Regions from separate parts of the Ovis aries genome. Here region 1 is linked to region 2. The links are chromatin contacts, called in public Hi-C maps. All regions are on one chromosome and are shown on one strand. The core of a region is the stretch at or near the end of the contact, and the rest is flanking DNA. Distances in the headings are between cores, read along the strand shown.

The links. Hi-C and Micro-C count contacts between places; a contact is called where the count stands out from the background.
Region 1: a contact with region 2 is called in a Hi-C map of mixed tissues, with 4 times the contacts expected there. The contact joins two enhancer-like sites. A contact is called at or near these places in 11 of 16 Hi-C or Micro-C datasets (blood, hypothalamus, liver and 5 more).

The regions. Positions count from the first base shown.
Region 1 is chr1:107,082,640-107,085,339 of ARS-UI_Ramb_v3.0, reverse strand. No RefSeq gene overlaps it. Among named protein-coding and RNA genes, the nearest start is that of ETV3L, 57 kb to the right of the region's middle. Within about 2 kb of position 1,274, at least 15 of the 54 cell types and tissues checked have an H3K27ac peak or open chromatin away from gene starts, as enhancers often do.
Region 2 is chr1:107,016,661-107,019,360 of ARS-UI_Ramb_v3.0, reverse strand. All of the region lies in intron 5 of ETV3L (ETS variant transcription factor 3 like), which reads left to right. Among named protein-coding and RNA genes, the nearest start is that of ETV3L, 9.2 kb to the left of the region's middle. Within about 2 kb of position 1,275, at least 3 of the 54 cell types and tissues checked have an H3K27ac peak or open chromatin away from gene starts, as enhancers often do.

The sequences.
Region 1 (2,700 bases), core at 25-2,524, 66 kb before region 2:
GGTTGTTTGTCCTGCAATATATTTTCCTTATCTAGAAGAGGAAAGCAAAACATGTGAAAACTGAAATAAAGCAGGAAGCCCTCTTGGAGGTGTGCAGGATGACCTGCAGGGGGCAGGTGAAGCGCGTGCCACCATCAGGAGAGGGAGGGGAAGAAATGCAGGGAGGGGAAGAAATGTAGCTCCCAGGTCTGTGGCCAGAGCCTCTGTGCCTGATAGAGCTCAAGGCAGGCGTAACCTGGAGGAGACTGGAAGAGACTGGTCCAACGTGCTGTGGAATGCAGGCTCCTGAGTCGGCATGGGACTGTGCTGGGGATGTTAGAAATGGCCAAAGCAGTAGCCTTAAGATTAATTTTAAAAGAAAAAAAAATGAGCTTCTCAAGCATAAAAATTTACCAGGAGCATAACAGCATAAGGGGAAAAGACAAAAGGGGAATAAGTGAGCCCGTTGTCTGCCCAGGTTTTCCCCGAGAGCCCTGAGACCAGGACAATCTTCCACTTGTGACCTCAGGCTTCCCACAGCCCTTCAGGGAATGGGTGCTGAATAAATGTTTGCTGGCTATGAGGATGACTCAGCTTCCACGCGAAACAAACAAGAGAATTCCTGTAACAGGTATCACCGAAGATAAAGGCCTTGGCCTCTGAGCTAATCTTTCCCCAGAAGGAATTCCTGATTCCAGCCAATGCTCAGAGGTGCCTGCCTGCTTTGAACTCTGCTCCTGAGCCTGCCAACCACCCAGTTCCCAGAGGTTCTTACAGCCAAGGTTCCCTCCTCCCACCACCCCTGACCTAATCCCGTGAGCACCTGCTTTATGCCTGCCCCAGCAAGGCCAAGACCCAGGACCTGTGCAGGCTCAGGACAGGGCACAGCGTCTGCCAGCTAAGAGTCTGATTTTCTCTCACACCAGAGCACAGGACCTCATCCACGGACTCAGTCAGCATTGGTTGACCCCAGGCCTCTCAGTCAGGAACCGAACTGAACATTCTGGAGTTCATTCCAGTTTTCCTAGACACCATGCCAAATGATATCAGTGTTCCTCTTCCTCCTCCTGGGAGAGTTTCCACCCACACTCAATGTGCCAAGAGACCATTAGCTCTGTCTCTGGGGCAGAGGGCTAACAAATGCCCCATGTCTCCCAAATCTCCGGCACTGGGCTGCCCGCACTCCCAGAAGCCTTTATAAATTACTGGCACCTCACCCAGGCTCTCACGGCCTGTTCCCTCACCATCAAGGCTGCTGTCTCCCCTTGCCCTGTAAGAAGGGGGCAGAGTCCCTCCGCGGGAGCACAGCCCCACCCCGTGTGAGCAGCAAGTCGCTGAGGCCCCGCCACTCCTCCCCTCGGGAGGATGAGAGAGCCAGCGTCACTGCCTCTTTTCTGCCAACTTCTCTGGGTAAGTGTGCCTGATAAGACCCATCCCTTAACCCAGACGAATTTTCAGGAATTCTTCCTGAGAGCTAGTATATAATGGTGGTAATCACAAAAGACTCACCTTGCAAAATGGCACAAGACACTGAGCAGTGGGGGCCTAAAAGTGATTTTTAAAGGACAGAGAATGAAAGAAAAAGGGGGTTAAAGCGCCAAGGCTCTTTCTACAGACACCCGCCCTGCCCACCGCTGCGCTTCTCCCCGTCAGGTAGTTTCCCGGCTTCCGCACCGCCCCAGCCTTCCGCCCCTGCACACTCTTCTGGACTCCACTTTCCAAATTTCACTGTCTTGCCTTAACTTCTTTGAGAAACTGTCCAAGAGTCTGAACAGTAGTCATCCTCCTCTGAAATATAAATTAAACCTTTCCCTATCCTTGTGTGAAGATCTGCCTCCCGAAATGTCTGGGCAACCCTGGGCAGTGCAGGGTCTTATTCTAGAATGAAGGGCGGGAGACAGAGAGATGAGCTCTGCCTGCCTCATTCCGGAAGAAAATCCTAAGATCCGTCACAGGAGTAAGGAGCCATGTAAACAGCAGAGGGTAAAATGCTGAGAATACTCTGTCCCCACTGACCAGGTAGATAGAATCTGGATTCCAGGTGGTGGGAGCAGGACAGGAAGTAGTTCAGCCTTGCGACTGGAAGTGTGGAGATTCCTTAGAAACGGAGCAGGGCCCATGTCATAGAAGCAGGGTGAGAATGAAACTGTATTAAGTGCCTACTGTGTGCAGGGCACCATGCCAGGATCTTATACACATTCTCCCGCATAACCCCTATGATTCAGTGATTCTGCTCCTAACTACCTGCATGCACCTGGCTCCAGGGAACCCGAGAAAAAATTCCTGGACCCCAGAGAATATCATACTCAGTGAACTAAGTCAGACAGAGAAAGACAAACATTATATCATACCGTGTCTATGTGGAATCCAAAAAACCATACCAACGAATCCACATACAAGACAGAAACAGACTTGCAGACATAGAAAACAAACTTAGGGTCACCAAAGGGGAGAGGGATGCAAACGACTGCACATAAAACAGGTAAGCAACAAGGATTTACTGCGCAGCACAGAGAACTATATTCAGCATCCTGCAATAAGCTACATTGGAATATAATCTGGAAAAAAAAAAACAGGATCACTTTGCTGTATATCTGAAACAAACACAGTATTGTCAATCAAGTAGACTTCATTAAAAAAAAAAAAGAACAAAAAATAGGAAAAGAGTAAAATAGGAAAAAAGGTGTGGGGGGGTAGGCTTCTGTGAGGCTGGGTGAAAGA
Region 2 (2,700 bases), core at 26-2,525:
GAGGAAGAGGAGAGACACAGCTGGCAAGATGATGCTGGCAAGGGAAACGGGTGTTTAGTCCCAGAGAGCCTCAGAAGCCATGCTGAAGGGCTTGGACTTAATCCTGAAAGCAAAAGGAACCCAGAGGGAGAAACGCGTCCAGATGTCCATTTTACAAAGACAACTTGGGCTGTATGTAGAGTTGGGAATGTAGGACGCCTGCAACTGGTGCTGGAGGCTTTTGAAGATCTAGGTAGCTGGTGATGGAGCCGGAACCAAGGCAAGGGCCTGGGTGCAGAAGGAGGCCCAGCTGAAGAGAAATTGGGAAGATAAAGTTCACTCATTCATCCACTCACTACTTCTTTCAACAGATAGCTCATGAGCTCCTACTGAATGTGCCAGGCCCTGTCCTAGGGCTTGGGGTGCCAGTGTGAGCAAGACTGCCTTTATAAAGCTTGTAGGCAAGAGGGATATTCAGTTAATAATCCAGCAAACTGACAAGTATTGGTATCTGTACCAAATGCTACAGAGAAGTTCAGCGTGCAGAGAGCAGCCAGGAAGACTTCCTTGACAAAGTGACATTTGAGCTGATTCCCAGAATGTAAACCAGTGCCAGCTTAGTGGGGAGAGAGGCAAGCATATGGCAAGCAGAGAGCACAAGGTGTGCAAAGGTCCTGGGGCAGGAAAGAGGCACTGGGAGCTCACCAGTGTGGCAGCACATGGCGATTGAGGGGGACATGGTAAAAATGCAGGCAGGGGCCACCTCTTCCAGGGCTGTAACCTGGGAAGCAGCAAAATCAGATTTTTTGTGAAAAAGATCACAGAGATCCTTGGCCAACCATAGGCTCTTCTGCAGAGGCCCATGACATGTCCCTCCACTTCTGGCAATTTTGTGGAACAAAGACCCTTGGCCTTAGCCCCACTCCAGTGCAGCTGGGAGTCCAGAGGTCCCACCTCCCAGAGAACGCAGAGCACCTGGCTCCAGGCCCTCACGAGCGCAGCCGAGGCTGTGGGCGTGGGGCGGCCCAAGGCCTGCCAGGACTCGAAGGGCAGCAAGTCAGGCAGCCTAGAGCGAGACAGCACCTGAACTCCTCCCTGTTCCTCCACTCTCACCCACCCCTTCCTAGTTCTGGGAATGCCCTGGGCACAGAGCTTCTCTCTTTGAGAAACTATCAGGGGAAAAAAAAAGTATTCCCTGGTGAGCCCCAGCTTGGAGTTGTTTTGCGCCTCCCTGCCCTCTGTGGGTACAGGCCCTACCTGTGCTGGGGCCCTGAGGCATGCTCAGCAGGTTGGGTCACCAGAAGGCCAGCAGCACCCACACGGCCCACTTCTGAACTGGGATTCCAGAAGGCGGTGCCAACCCCTCACTCTGCCTTCACTCAGAACTGCTTCTGGGCAGCCGAGAGGCCAGGACTACTGAGCCAGCAGCAGGAAGCCACAGGGCTAGAGCTAGGAACGGGAGGGGAAGGGGAGGAAGGCTCTTACAACCATCCCCTCCACTCGCCTGCTCAGCTGTGGGGCTCTGAGGGAGACGCTGTCCTCGGAACCCCCAAGGGATACAGCCTTCCTGGGGGAAAACAACAGTCCCCACTTCACCTAAGAATCCAAGGAAAGGACAGTGATTCAGGAGAAGGTACATGCTGGGTTTCCCTGATGGCTCAGGTGGTCAAGAATCCACCTGCAATGCAGGAGACCTGGGTTCAATCCCTGGGGAAGATCCCCTGGAGAAGGGACTGGCTACCCACTCTGGTACTCTGGCCTGGAGAATTCCATGGACAGAGGAGCCTGGCATTCTACAGTCCATGTAGGCTACATTCCATACATGTATGACCTTTTGCTTCCCTGGTGGCTCAGATGGTAAAGAATCCTCCTACAATGCAGGAGACCTGGGTTCAATCCCTGGGTTGGGATGATCCCCTGGAGGAGGAAATGGCAACCCACTCCAATATTCTTGCCTGGAGAATTTCATGGGCAGAGGAGCCTGGAGGGCTACAGTCCATGGGATCACATAGAGTCAAACACAACTGGGCGACTATGACAGACACCCAGGCTGGCAGGGGTGTCCATGCTCTGCCTCATGAAAGCTTATCTTAACTGTTTTCCCCTTTTACAGATCCAGTGTCAGAAATTTGTTCTTACCAAATAAATTGGATGACTTAAGTAATAACTAAATGGTTTTTTTTTTCCAGTTTTTACCAGCTATAGCCCTGCTGGTGTTACCACCTTGACTTCACACTTGACCTTGCTAAGAAAAAACGTGGAACTGGACTTAGGTTTTGTTTGGGGAGTTGTTTTCAATAATTGTATTTGTTTGGCTGTGCAGGCTCTCCTCTAGTTGTGGTGAGCGGGGCTTTCTCTCTAGCTGTGCACACAGGCTTCTCTCGCTGCCGAGCACCGGCTCCGGGGCGTGCGGGCATCAGTAGCTGCGGCACACGGGCTTAGCGGCGATTCCCGGGCTCTAACGCACAGGCTCAGTAGTGTGGCGCATGGCCTTAGTTGGGCTTCCCAGGTGGCTCAGCGGTAAAGAATTCACCTGCCAACACAAAAAGACCCAGGTTCTATCCCTGGATTGGGAAGATCCCCTGGAGGAGGAAATGGCAACCCACTCTGGTATTCTTGCCTGGAAAATTCCATGGACAGAGGAGCCTGGAGGGTTCCAGTCCATGGGGCCTGGAGAATCAGACATGACTGAGTGTGTACGTGTGCACACACACGTGCCTG